2 separate regions of the Mus musculus genome follow, and region 2 is linked to region 1. Evidence: chromatin contacts called from public Hi-C data. All regions are on one chromosome and are shown on one strand. Each heading gives the region's core, a stretch centred on a gene start, on an enhancer-like site or on the middle of the called end of the contact. The rest is flanking DNA. Distances are from core to core; before and after follow the strand shown.

Region 1 (6,804 bases), core at 1,101-3,600:
CTTGAACTCACTCTCACTGTGTAGCTAGGGAAGACCTTGAGCCCTTGCCTCAGCCAGAATGCTCAGATGTCAGGCAGCGCACCACGTGACTGTTTCTTTCCATTGTCTTGTCTTTTTGTTGTTGTTGTTTTCGAGACAGGGTTTCTCTGTGTAGCCCTGGCCGTTCTGGAACTCACTCTGTAGACCAGGCTGGCCTTAAACTCAGAAATCCACCTGCCTCTGCCTCTCAAATGCTGGGATTAAAGGCGTGCACCACCACGCCCTTTTTCCTTTTTCTTAAGTCAAGGTCTATTTGTGTAGCCCAGGCTGGCTTCAAGCTCATGACACTCTTCCTGCCTCTGCGTCTGGAACTATGAACATACCTTACTACTCTGTGCTTACCCACGCCATGGGTAGACAGACTTCTAGACTTGGTCAACCCCCACCCACAAGGCAGGCAAATTAAGTCCCTGCAGGTGCTTTCTTTGGAGGAAAGCCCGCTTTCATAGTGATCTGTCAAGCTAGAAAGCACTCCCGCCACCCAGATATCTAAGTGTGAATCTTTGGACAACTGGTGACTTCTGGCCAGCTTTTCTGGGGCCGGCCTCTGTCCAGGTGTCTGCCCAGGACCCTGCTCAGTGCCTGTCTGTCTCACACCAGTGACTTCCTCACACCCGCCTGTTCAGGCCCAGTCTTTTCCGTTCAAGTGCTACAGGCCAAGTAGGCTCAAACTGTGGGTTTGTCTTGGGCATCCACAGCAGAATCAGAACCCAGAGCTTTGAAGCCTGAGTGAGGGGAGGGGGGCACTCAGGCTTCCGTCTCTCTGAGAAACAGACGATGAAGAGGCCCTTAAAACTCTTTGCAACCCCATGAGCCTCCCCAATGAGCCTGTGACACACCGGAACTCACCTCTGTGGGTGGCCGGGAGGGGGAACAGGGTCATGGAAGATCCAGATGTCCATGTGGTCAAGGCTAAACTGTACTAAATAAAATTATTTCTCATCACCACTATACATGCATAATAAATAAAGTGTACATCAAAATTAAGCCGTCTTGGGACCCTTTATTAGGAACTGTCCCCTGCACCTCCACATGAACTCTTCTGAGACTGTGGCAGTCATAGGGAGGGAGGGGGAGGGAGGGGGAGGGAGAAAGGAAGGTGGTGGGCCAGGCTAGGGCTTGAATGAGGAAACCATTGTTTCCCACCTTGCTTTTCTGCTCACCCCTCCATTCCAGACATCTGACTGTTCGGTTTTTGTTTTTTTGTCTTGAAGATAGGCTCTTCCTTACGTTGTAGTTCAGGCTGGTCTTGAAGTCACTCCAATGGCCCTGTCTCAGCTCAGTCTCTGGAATTCCGGGTTACAGGGGTGTGTTACTACAATGGGTTGCTGTGCAACTTGCCTGCTCCCTAGGGAGCGAGGTGGAAGTTTTTGCACTGCAACCAATGGTGTGACAGGACTTTGTGCCCCCAGAAGCCAGGAAGCTTCCGGCTGTTAGGGGATCTTTTTTTTGAAAGTAGAAAGGAGGGAGGGACACAAAGAGTAAAAGGGGGGGGGGAGGACAGCTTGTCTTCGATACCCTGGTTCCTTCCTCTGACACCCTTCTGGGCCAGCCACACCTGTGGTTCCCCAAGTGTCCCTCTCCTCCTCCTTACCCGCTCCTCCCCTCTGGTGCTGGGAAGGAGCCGGGCCTGGGCAGCTCTCCAGGGCCTTCCCGGCCTCTCTGCACTTGGCCGGTGACGGGCAGCCGGCCAGGCCGCTCCCATTGGGACCCGGATCAGAATAGGGCGGGAGGGACACCGAGAACTCTTCCCTGAGGCCGGCACCCGTCCTGCCTACGCGGGGGAAATCGGACTATCCTTCCCGTCTCTGGTTTCTAGAAAACTCCTGACTGGGGCTAAGAAAGGCTTCCAGAACCCGCCCCGCTTGCCCCGTGCACCTGAGACTCCCAGCCCCCCACGCCCGTTCCCAAGACCCAGGATTTCCCTCCCTTTTTTCCTTTTCTCTTTTCCTCCTCGTTCTTTGCCCCCACACAAGTGCCCTCTCTGCTTCCCCCCTCTCCCCATCTTGTGCTCTGGCCACTTCTCGTTCCTCCTTCTCCCCCCCACTTCATCCAGGACCTAAGAATCTGGACCCCTGTGCCCCCAGACTCTGGGGTTCCAGTTCCCCTCTTTCTGCGGTCACGCAGTCTTCACCTTTGCACCTCCACAGACTCAGGTGTCTAAGCACCACATCCCATCCCCACTAGGGCCTTGGCATCCCTCCACTCCTGCCTGCTCGCTATTTCTCGCCCTTTAGAGCATGCAAGAGGAATGCGGGGCGGCCCTGCGCTGCCTCCTGGGAGTCTCGAGACTCCATAAAGGGCTCCTCCTGGAGACCCACCTGTCCCTGCTAGGGCCTGGTTAGAGCCACTGCGGTCCCAAGTCCTGGGAGCAGGAGAAGGTCGCCGACATGCCTGAGGCTAAACCAGGTGGCTGGCCCGAAACCTTCTTGGGGGTGGGGGTGGGGATGGGGTGGAGGGTAGGGTGCACACAAGGGGATTTCTACTATGGGAGGAGGGGGTCCTTTGCCTGTTCCTACATCTAGGTAGAGTGTAGGTTCCTTTCCTGCTTGGGGAAGAGGGACCCTTTCTGTGTGCACAGATGGGTCCCTTCCTAATGCAGGACCATGAGGTCTATTGTCTGTGTAGGGTCAGGAGTCCCCTTCCTCTTCGGGGACTGGGAGACCCATCTTGGGTAGAAATCTCAGTTGTGCAATTATAAATTGGCCTCGGTTTTCTTTCTCTCTCCCCTTCTCTCTTTGCTCTCTCACCCCACCCCTGCCCCCAAGCCCTCCAGGCTGTCCTCAAAGTCTGCAGCCTAGGCTGGCCCCAAACTCACTCCGGAGCTAAGGCTGGCTGGGAAGTCCTAAAATCATACTGCCTCAGTCTACCAAGACTGGACGGCAGGCATGGGCTACTACACCCTGCTGGGGGTGTGTGTGTGTGTGTGTGTGTGTGTCTCCTTTTCTTCTTTCCTTTCCTTTCTTTTTTCTCCCCATCCCCTTTTTCTTTTTGGTTTTTCAAGACAGGGTTTCTCTGGTGTATCCCTGGCTTTGGCTGTCCTAGAACTAGCACTGTAGACCAGCTTGGTCTCAAACTCACAAGAGATCCACCTGCCTCTGCCTCCCATGTGCTGGGATTAAAGGCGTGCACCACCATGGCCTGGCAATATAATTTTTTTTTTCTATGTGGGTGTCTCTTTTTCTTGAGGCTGACAGGATCTTGCTTGTGCATTGCTGGGGCTCAGCTTGGGGACAGGGTCCTCTCCAGGTGGGCGAGCACCCTCGAGGTAGTTGAGTCTCCTCACTGAGTGAAGATTAGGATCATAGGGTGCTTCTATGGACACAACAGGACTCCATGTGCATGGAACGATACTCTTCTGTGTAAATATGAGAACCCCTTTGGTGTGCGCATTGGACTTCTGTGAAGGAATCGTGTGTCTCTCTTCCATGGGTGGGGCCCTCTTTTTCCTGCTGTGCTGGGGAAGGAATCCAGAGCCTCCTACCTGCTTGGCAAATACTGGCCATGTCCCAGCACCCCCGTCTCTCTTCATGTGCAGTTAGGCACGGGAGGCATTAGGTCCTTAGGGGGCAGGGATAGTCTATATGCTGGTTAGGGCTTTCTCCTTTTGTGGAAGTGGGCACTGCACACAAGCCCTGGTGTCACCTACCCCTAGGTGGCTGTTCCCCTGGGGTCAGCCCAGTCTGGCTGAGGTAGAGACCAGCTCCCTTGCACAGACTGACCCATGGATCAGTGACCCGCACCACAAGGGAGACTGCTGTGGTCAGCACCAGTGTCTAGTTTCCAGCCCAAGGGAAGGGCTAATTATACCCCAAACCTGAAAGGTCAGGCTGATGGCCAGAGCCTGGGGTGAGGCTACAAGGGGAGGGGGAACCTGACTCCATACTCAGGGTTGGGATCAACTTATGCCTGGAATGGGGGATCTGTACCCCACCATACCTACCTCCATCTGAGGGAAGAGGGTCTGGGGAAGAAGATTTGAGGCCTGGACCCCTGGTTCTGAGAATGAAGGTTTGGGTCTGGCCTCTGGATTCTGGGGAGAGAACCATTTTCTCAATGTCTATGTTACAGCGGCCAAAAAGGCCTCCAAAGGCAAAGATGCCCCAAAGGAAGCCCCTGCAAAGCAGACTCCTGAAGAGCCCCCCAAAGGTGAGGTGCCCCCAGGGCTCTGCCAGCTCTCCCGCCCCCCCCCCCCCCGCCCTTCTCCACACTGCTGTAGACTTTCCTTGCCTCTTTCCTATAGCTGTTCCCACACAGGGTCAGAGCGCCACAGTCCTTCCTGGCTTCCCGACATCCCAGGCTGGTATCTTACTCTGAGCAATGTCTCAAGCAATTCTTGCCCAGTTCCCAAAGGCTGTGCCCATATTTACATGCCCTTTATTATACCGAAGTCCATTCAAGACCATCCTGACCATAACCTGCTGGTCCACAGATGGGGAATCTGAGGCCCTAGGGGCTGAGGGGGCCAGCAAAGCTTATGCCTTCTGGATTAAAAGCCAAGCCATCCCTACGATTTCTGCTTACTGACCCCTCCCGATCAATGCTGACTCCCGAATCCTTTCTCCTGAGCAGAGGCCCCACCTGAGGACCAATCCCCAACTGCGGAGGAGCCCACAGGCATCTTCCTGAAAAAGCCGGACTCTGTGTCAGTGGAGACTGGTGAGCACTTGGGAAGAACAATCTAGAACTTGAGTCTGAAGGACCAGAGTTCAGTCTGGACCCCTGGATCTGAAGGAGGAGGACTAGGGAGGACTCCTGGATCTGAGGGTGGAGAGTTAGGCCTGGATCCCGGGGTCTTGAGCTCAGGGTAGTCTCTGGAGTGCTGGGTTCCTCACTACCTCTCTCCTGCAGGGAAAGACGCGGTGATTCTGGCCAAGGTGAACGGGAAGGAGCTCCCAGGCAAGCCGACCATCAAGTGGTTCAAGGGGAAGTGGCAGGAGCTGGGCAGCAAGAGCGGAGCCCGGTTCATCTTCAAGGAATCTCATGACTCTACCAGCAATGTGAGACCCCGACGGGACCAGAGGCGGGTCTGGCTACCGAGCCGGTGCTCGTGGAGCTATGGCACCCCCTAGAGGGTGACTGAGATCTACAGCGCGGACTAACTAGGGCCGGCTGGCGCAGTGCTTTGGGGCCGGGGTGGGAATTTGGGGACTGTGAGTCTCAAGCACCCGCCACCCTGGCCCCCAGGTGTACACCGTGGAGCTCCACATTGGGAAGGTGGTCCTAGGGGACCGCGGGGATTACCGTCTAGAGATCAAAGCCAAGGATGTCTGCGACAGCTGCTCGTTCAACGTGGATGTGGAGGGTGCGCTAGCGGGGGCGCTGGCGGGGGCGCAGGCGGGGCCGGGGGAACTGGCTGGAGTGGGAGGTTCTAGGCAGCTGGGATGGATGCAGGTGTGGAGTTGGGGTAATCTCTTAGAGGAGAGGGTCCAGACTCAGTAATGGGAAAGGGGGAGACAAGGTCTCCAGGCTTTGCATAGGAGATATAGACGGGGGTGGGGGTGGGGGGGTGGGTGGGGTGTTACAGGTGTTTAGCAATTTGGGGTGCCCATGCAAAAGTTTAGGAGGCTTCCAGGATTGTGTGAGCTGAAGGCTTGGGTAGACAAGGCCTCCTGGCTCATAGGGTTTGGGTGTATGGGTTCAAGAAGGGGTGCAGAGCCCAGGCAGTAAGGACCCTGCAGCCTCTGGGGTTCGGCAGCTCAAAGTGTGTGGGGCTTGAAAATAGGAGTGGCAGAAATGAAGTTGCCCTGGCCTGGGGAGTAAGGAACTGGCTGGCTGGAGGGTGGGCGTGGCGACCAGTGGGCTGGAAACTATGAATTGTAGAGAAGTTGTGCTGTTACATGCTTTACACCCAGCAATGAAGATGGGGCAGGATGGTTGGTGCCAGCCCCAAGTGAGCCTGGGTTACACCTGCCTCAAAATAAACAAGTAAATTAAATAAATAAAGTGATTTTTAAAAAAAAGAAGGAAGGGAGATGTAGAAAGGTCTCTGTTCCAGACACACACACACACACACACACACACACATGAGGGAGAGAGAGAGAGAGAGGGAGAGAGAGAGAGAGAGAGAGAGCTGTCTAGGCCTGCAGAGAGGGTGTGTTGGCCTAAAGAGGGAGGAAAGTGAATTGTGAATGCTTTGGTGGGATATCCTGGTCCTTGTTTGCCTCACTGTCCCCCATCATCTGTCCCCAGCACCCCGTCAGGACTCATCCGGTCAGAGCCTCGAGAGCTTCAAGCGTTCGTGAGTGCCCCTGGGTCCTGGGAAGGGACACCTCACGGCCACTGAGAATCAAGGGAGGTGGAGATGGGGGACGAGGAGTGGGGACCCTGGGTTAGATTTCTTTCTTTCTTTCTTTTTTTCTTTTTTTCTTTCTTTCTTTCTTTCTTTCTTTCTTTCTTTCTTTCTTTCTTTCTTTCTTTCTTTCTTTCTTTCTTTCTTCCCGAGACAGGGTTTCTCTGTGTAGCCCTGGCTGTCCTGGAACTCACTTTGTAGACCAGACTGGCCTCGAACTCAGAAATCTGCCTGCCTCTGCCTCCCACCTGGGTTAGATTTTAATGGAGTTCCCACTCCCTCTTAATGATTACAGGGGTGACGGGAAGTCAGAAGATGCAGGCGAGCTGGATTTCAGTGGCTTGTTGAAGAAGAGGTGAGTTGGCCTAGCTGGCAGAGGGGACAGGTGGGGTCACAGGAGAGGGACAGTAGCCAAGGTGCCAACACCTCATTTCTCCTTATGAACCTCCCTAAATTTTCTCCCTCCCCCTCCC
Region 2 (6,804 bases), core at 1,925-4,424, 120 kb before region 1:
AGCCATGGCTAGATTTCTTAACTATGGTTTTGTAATTCCCCGGACTGCTAGTCTTTCCCACCAGGCAACTAGCAATACAGAACCTGGCCATGATCATCAGCCCAGCCTCTTGATACCAGATGGCCCATGGTACCCTCCTATTGGGAGCCTGTGTGTACCGGGTTCAGTACTCAATTTTCAGAGTTTGAATGTGCTTTCAGCCTGATTTTTGGGCCACCACAACTTCAGCTACACTAACACCTTCCAGAGAGGACCATGTGTGGTCATCTTCATCCCAAGACTCCAGAGCCTGGCTCTAGACTTTCAGTGTCCACCCATACACATTTAACTTAACTCATTAATTTATTTTGGTGCTGAGATGTGACTGATGGGCAGGTGCACTATCACTGAGCAGCGAACTCAGCCCTTCACTGGGAGATTCCAAGCATACCCTAAAACAGCCATACCCTAACACACCTTGGTTGGTTTTGGCTGCAGAGGACCTACCTCGCCACCATCCACAAGGTGGCGCCAGTTCTCCACTTCTTAGCTCTGGGCTTGCGTGCCCTCCATCTAAGAAGTTTTGTATATTTTTGTTGGAGTGGCAGGCAGATGGGATCATGTGACAGCCTCCTTGTGCTCCACTTGTATGGTCTAGAGCCCAACATCTTTGCATAGACTCTGTTTCATATCAAAGATGAGACAAAAGGTCAGGAAGTCTTGCCTGGGTCCCATCTCCCCTCAGGAGATGGCAGAGAGGTGGTGGACCCCATAACCCTCAGCCAGAAATGCAGATGGACGTGCCCGAAGGCAGCCTGGGGCAGACAGCATTTGGGACCCAACAAGAGAGGACCTCTGTGTGTCTGTCACCTCACTTTGTATCTTTCTCTGCTAACCCTTGGTACTGTGAATGCCAGGCTGGGAAGCTGAACAGTTAGCAGGCACAGGGAACCTGAGAGTCTCTCCTATGAGTAAGAATCTTGAACTCATGAGCCAGGCGTGGTGGCGTGCACCTTTAATACCAGCACTCAGGAGGCAGAGGCAGGCGGATTTCTGAGTTCGAGGCCAGCCTGGTCTACAAAGTGAGTTCCAGGACAGCCCCAGCTATACAGAGAAACCCTGTCTCGAAAAAACAAAAACAAAAAAACCAACCAAACAAACAAACAAAACAAACAAACAAACAAAAAAAAAAGAATCTTGAACTCATGACAGTCCTCTTGCCTCAGCCTTCCAATTTTTGGAACTACAGATATGAACCACTGTACTCAGCTGCATTTCATTTTGGAGGCGGCCCCTGGAGTTGATCACAGGGTCAACTCAGGGTCAGAGTGACCACACACTGACTATAAATTATTCTGTTGTATTTATTTTTACCCACAATGGATGGGGCAACCACAAAGACCCACAGCTGCGCTTCCGCCACAGAGGTGAACTCAGGCCCCGTTTTCTGCAGACCTGGCTGTCACCCCCAGGTTAGCTGAGCTTGGTGCCCAACCCTGCTCCGCCTGATCCCAATGGCACCCCATTTTTGCCAGTTGTACAGACGGATCTCCCAGCCTTGGTCCTGGGAGGCCCCCAGAGTGTCAGCTGCCTAACACAGGCCTTTCCAGCACTCATTGAGCAGCAGTGATCTCTGTCTCGCGCTCTTAGCACTCCAGGCCTCAGCTCCGGGACCCAGGATCTTGTCTGAAGTGGCTCCTGTCAGCTGCAGAGCTCTCAGCGTTCCTGAAACTCCTGTCTCTGCCCTACCCCTCACTCTAAGAGTGTCAAATGAGAGACCAGTGAGTCCAGCCCCTTCCCACTGCCCCCGCTGGGGAAGCTAAGGACCAGACTGAGACTCAGCAATTTTTTTTTTTTTTTTACGTCTTTGATTTATTTATCGTATTTGTATGGATGGTTTGCCTGCATGTGTGTGCCCAAGGATGCCAGTTCGCCTGGAATTGTGAGTCACCATGTGGGTAGTGAAATTTGAACCCTGGTCCCCTATAAGGGTGGCAGCCAGTCCTCTTAGCCACTGAGCCATCTCTCCAGCCTCCATTCAGCAAATTCTATCTCTGAATACCGGGCTTATGTTTAAATATCTGGGGTTTTTGTTGTTGTTGTTGTTGTTGTTTTCTTCTTTTCCACATTTATTTCTTTAGCACTAACATATGCATGCATATGTACTTGGAGGTGGGGACAGCTTTGGGAAGTTGTTTCTCTCCTTCTACACTGCAGGTGCTGGAAAATGAGCTCACGCACTCAGGCTTGGTGGCAAGCCCCTTCTCCAGCCGAACCATGTCACCTACCTTGGATTGCTTTTTGTTGTTGAGACAGAGTCTGTTGTCCAGGCTGGTCTTGAACAACAATCCTCCTGCTTCCATCTCCTGATTGCTGGGATGATAAGCGTGCACCGTCACAGTGACTGAGTGTGTACTTGTGCGAGGGTGCTTGTGCGTGTGCACACAAGTGTGATCCCAGTTCCTCTTGCTGTGCTGTGTGCAGGTCTTTACATGTTCCCGTTTACTGTGTGGCTGACAGGAAAGCTCGCATAACTTCAGCTGGAACCCTACCTCTGCCAGCTTATGGAATGAGTGATCCTGAGTTTGTGAGTTACCTGCCTCAGTTTCTCCATCTGTCACCTTGGGATCATAGGTAGCTGGGTCCACCTCCTGGAGCTGTAGCTGAAGGTCAGGTGCTTGGATTGGATGTGGTACAGGGAAAAGAAAAATACTCTGTGTCTGTTGACTGCGTAAACATCGGAGACGGAGCGGCCGGGGTGGGAACAGTGCACGCGGTGTTGCTCCTTAACGGTGCCATGGAGACAACAGACACAAACACAGCTGCCACAGCCTGTCGTTGACCCCTGCGCTCAGAGGACAGAATGTCTCAAGTTTTGGTAGAACTCTGAGTTAAACCAGCTGCAGGGGCTGAGAGATGGCTCAGCCCTTAGGATCACTGGCTGCCCTTTCAGAAGGCTCAGGTTTGATACCCAGCATCCACATGGTGGCTCACAACCATCTGTAACTCCAGTCCCAGGGGCTCTGCCTCTGTGGGAATTGTGTGCACATGATGCACAGATAATCTATACAACATAAATTAAAAATAAAGGAAAAAATAGCAACAGTTTCCCAGGTCACACAGTGTTTACCCCCCTCCACATAGAAAACACTCCCGTGATAAGTAGTGACACGGATGGTGATAGTCCCTAGACACAGGCTGAGCTGCTCCTCCACAGTGCCCCGGGTGTCCTCAAGGGGGCAGCACAACCTCTGTTCTTTAAGCCCCTGGCATTCTTTTTTTTTTGGTCTGTCTCACACAATAGGTAATAAGAAATCAAATTTAACAGTCTACACAGTGATCCAAAGTTCATAGTTGTAAGTAATCAACCTTAATTGCATGATTTACAACAGTTGAGGGTTTTTGCTTTCTATTTTCAAGTTTTACAAAAAGTGTTCGTGTGTGGGCACAGTAAAAGCGAGCGAAGAGACCGCAGACATTTGCATGTTAAAATCACCCAGGAGTCATTTCTTACCCTCTTTTTTGATTTTTTACCCCTTTGTTAGATGTAAAAATAACAAAAAAATTCTCTCAGGAAACAGAAACCACAATATTATAATACATCAACTTGGCAGCTGCCCCTGTATGTTATGAAAAAGTCATTTTTTTTCTCTACATGTACAAATTATCTTAATACTTGAAGTTTTACCCTTAGACTTATGGAATAGAAAATTTTCTGGAGCACAAAAGTTGACTTGAGGGGTGGAAAAAGGAGGCTTTTTATTTTTATTTTTTTAATGTTTTTAAAAGAATGAACATTTTTGCACCCAGAGAAAAAAATTGGTATATATATATATATATATATATATATATATATGTATGTATATATATGTGTATGTGTGTATGCATGTATATATGTGTGTGTGTGTGTGTGTGTGTATAATTTTATGTAACATTAACCCCTTTTGTCCTCTGGTTTTAGAAATGTTCTTTTTTTTAAAAAAATTCTTTCATAAAGTGAGGAAATAAGCAAAAACGTCAGCTATTAATATTACATATTTTCATTAATTAAAAAAAAATTAACAAACCCTATCGGAGGGGCAAGGCAGGAGCATATGGTTGGCTTCAGACCTCAGATGCCTCCCAGTGCGCACTTGAACCACACACACAAGGGGAAAAAGAGCTGGGGTAACCAGCCATAGCAAAAATATGTTCTTTTCTATCTGTCATCCCTCAGGTTCATCTGGCATGTTTGCTTTAAACCATAAATGGCTATTGCACAGTTCTTACATGTCCCAAGGAAAATAAATGGGTCTTTTAGGCTAAGAAAGATTTTTAAAAAATTGTTTTCAGTACAAAAAGTCTTGTTTAGAGAAAATAATCTTTTGCTCCCAAAATACTACAGGGTGTCGCTCGTGTGTGTTTAGTGTACTTGTGAGAGGTTTGAATTCAAGTCTGCATTATCGCTGCTCAGTCCCAGGGCCGTGGCGAGGCACTTGCCCCGCGGAGGTTTGCCGTGCCTGGATTGCTGGCGACCTGTGAACGCATTGAATTCTGGGCTGGGCTGGCAAAATGCCCTCGTTCCATGGGGTTGGCAGCCTGGGCAGCTGCCAGTCCAGGATGTGGGGAACTGGTCTGTGGAGAAACATGGTGTGAAGAAGGCTGAGGCTGCATCCTCGGAGATGGGCTAGAATGGGGGGTGGGGTAGGGCTGAGACTGTGGTCGGAGAAGGGACAGGCTCCGGAGAGCGCACTTCATTGGAGAGGATTTGTTGACTTTGCCGGTGTGGGAACTGTGCCTGATTTGGGAGTATATGCTGCTCTGGACTCAGGGTTTGGACTGAGCAGGAGACCCCATCTGTTGTTGAAGAAGTTGCTGCTGATAGGCCTGTAGACTGGCTCCTGCCTCAGCCCCTAGAGCCTGGGGAAGCTGACCCATTTGTCCCATATTTCCTTGCTGCATTCGAGGATGCCACCGCCGCCGCTGCTGGGATGGATAGCCAGTTTCTTGGGGATGCTGAAGCTTGTTGTGGTTGGCCATTCCAGGGCCAATTCCTGGCCCTGCTCCTTGCGGTTGCATCATCTGACATCTTAAGATGTCTCTGAACTGTGAAGGCATGTGATTGCGATTCATGTTCATTTGCTAAGCTTGGGGACTCATGGCTCCCATGGGTGGCTGGAGCTGCTGCTGCTGGGGCTGCTGCTGCTGGGGCAGGCCAGCTCTCTGGACACCTGTCTGCAGAGGATTCATGGTCTGCAAGGCTGGGTTGGAGTGGAAACCTCGCTGGCCAGGCATGGTAGGTGGCTGCAGCCCTGGCCGTCCCTGGGGCATGCCAAGTATGCCATCCCTAATCCACAGCCTGGACAGCCTGGCATGCACCTAACATTCCCAATGACAAACAGTGCACTGGGTGATCACAGCCAAGGCGTTTGCGAAATCTAAGTACTTTCTCCCTAGATCTATTTGTAAGCCAAACCCTACTGTGGTTAGAGGTCTCAGGTCTGTGGCTGGACACCTTACCAAAACCCTGAGATATAGGAGCTGGGGCTAGGACCTAGTTGGTGGAGTCCTGGATTCTCGTAAGTCCGGCATGGCAGTGACGTTCTGTCATCTTAGTACTAGGAAGTAAAGGCAGGCGTCCAAGCTCACCCTTAGCTGTACAGAAAGGGCCAGGTCAGCATGGGATGTATGAAACTAGTCTCAGATGTGCAAAAATCAAACCAAATCAAAACAAAACAAACAGAAACCCAACACAACCCTAGGAAATAGGAATGGGCATGAGAATAGATTTATTTAAAGGACAGAAGAGTCCTTTGTTCCCCAGCGAAACAGCTCAATCAGTTAAAGGAGTTTGCTACCAAGCCTCAAGACCAGAGTTCAGTTCCTAAAATCTGCCCGACAGAAGGAGAGAACCAACTCCTGTAAGGTGCCTGTGTAAGAGAGACGGAGCCCACCAGCCAGGAAACACACATGTGTAGATCAAACTGTGGGGTGGCTTGGCACAGCTTTCTGGGGGCTGTCCCCTCCAGTTGCCGGGGATTCTGGGTATTCAGCTCTAGCAGGGAATTTTCTAGAGAAATCTTAGCTCTCTAGGGTCTTTTTTTTTTTTTTTTCAGAGTCCCCAATTGTGGCCACTCACAGAGCAGAGTAGTGTGATCTGGCTTCAAGAACACACAAGCATGGTGCTCAGCCATGTCAGTTCAGACAAGTGTCCCAGAATCAGCCATGTCAGTTCAGACAAGTGTCCCTCTGGGTTTTACTTGGTTCCCTAGTTTGGGATTTTTTTAAAAAGATGTGTGTGTATGTGTATGTGCATGCTTGCACGTGCACATGTGTATGTGGGCATGTATGTGTGTGTTATGTGCATCTGAATGCATATCTCTGGGGTCCAGAAAAGGATGTAAGATCCCCTGGAGCTGGAGTTCCAGGTGGTTGTGAGCTACCTGACGTGGGCACTCTGAACAGCAAGTGCTCTTCACCATGGGACAGTTCCAGCTGTGAAAAGTGCACCCTCAGCACATTGCTGGAGCAAAGAGGCTCCAGTGCCCAACGTGGAAGACAACTCACTTCCCTGTGGCATCAACTTTAATACCCTTGGTCACAAGCTCTGTGTGTCAGAATCAGCAATGGGCTGAGGAGATGGCTTAGTGGGCAGAGCACGGGAACCTGGGTTCCAACCCTTAACACTCGGGTAAAGCGTTGGGCGTGGGACTGGCAGGATGGAACGTGGTTAAAGGGGCTTTCTGCCAAGTCTAGTGATCTTATTTTTTGAAACAGGTTCTCTTACTGAACCTGGAGCTTGACTGTCTGGCTAGGCTGGTTGGCCAGCCACTGATCTCCCAGGAT

What was found. A called contact is a pair of places that touch in the nucleus more often than the background predicts.
Region 2: a Hi-C map of uterus shows a contact between it and region 1, with 2.9 times the contacts expected there. The contact joins the enhancer-like site here to the promoter of Mybpc2 in region 1. A contact is called at or near these places in 22 of 39 promoter capture datasets (the 3T3-L1 cell line, 3T3-L1-derived adipocytes, the C10 cell line and 14 more), 8 of 15 datasets of contacts at CTCF or cohesin (embryonic stem cells, hippocampal excitatory neurons, large pre-B cells and 2 more), 116 of 484 Hi-C or Micro-C datasets (the 63-12 cell line, the AML12 cell line, B cells and 59 more), 18 of 115 datasets of contacts at active chromatin or transcription factors (bone marrow-derived dendritic cells, embryonic hindbrain, embryonic stem cells and 5 more) and 4 of 9 other capture datasets (adipose tissue, embryonic stem cells, liver and 1 more).

What each region holds. Positions count from the first base shown.
Region 1 is chr7:44,520,215-44,527,018 of GRCm38.p6, reverse strand. It overlaps Mybpc2 (myosin binding protein C, fast-type), which reads left to right and starts at 2,350. Exons shown (of 28, transcript NM_146189.3): 1 at 2,350-2,448; 2 at 4,111-4,188; 3 at 4,612-4,698; 4 at 4,891-5,039; 5 at 5,227-5,344; 6 at 6,232-6,280; 7 at 6,627-6,686. The coding sequence starts at 2,430. Spib (Spi-B transcription factor (Spi-1/PU.1 related)) reads left to right here. Exons shown (of 6, transcript NM_019866.1): 6 at 1-1,024.
Region 2 is chr7:44,643,916-44,650,719 of GRCm38.p6, reverse strand. All of the region lies in intron 10 of Myh14 (myosin, heavy polypeptide 14), which reads left to right. It also overlaps the pseudogene Gm18256. Among named protein-coding and RNA genes, the nearest start is that of 2310016G11Rik, 21 kb to the left of the region's middle. Within about 2 kb of position 3,174, at least 18 of the 459 cell types and tissues checked have an H3K27ac peak or open chromatin away from gene starts, as enhancers often do. A contact at or near this core is called in the CH12 cell line, cerebellar granule neurons, cerebellum and 4 more, where this site is marked.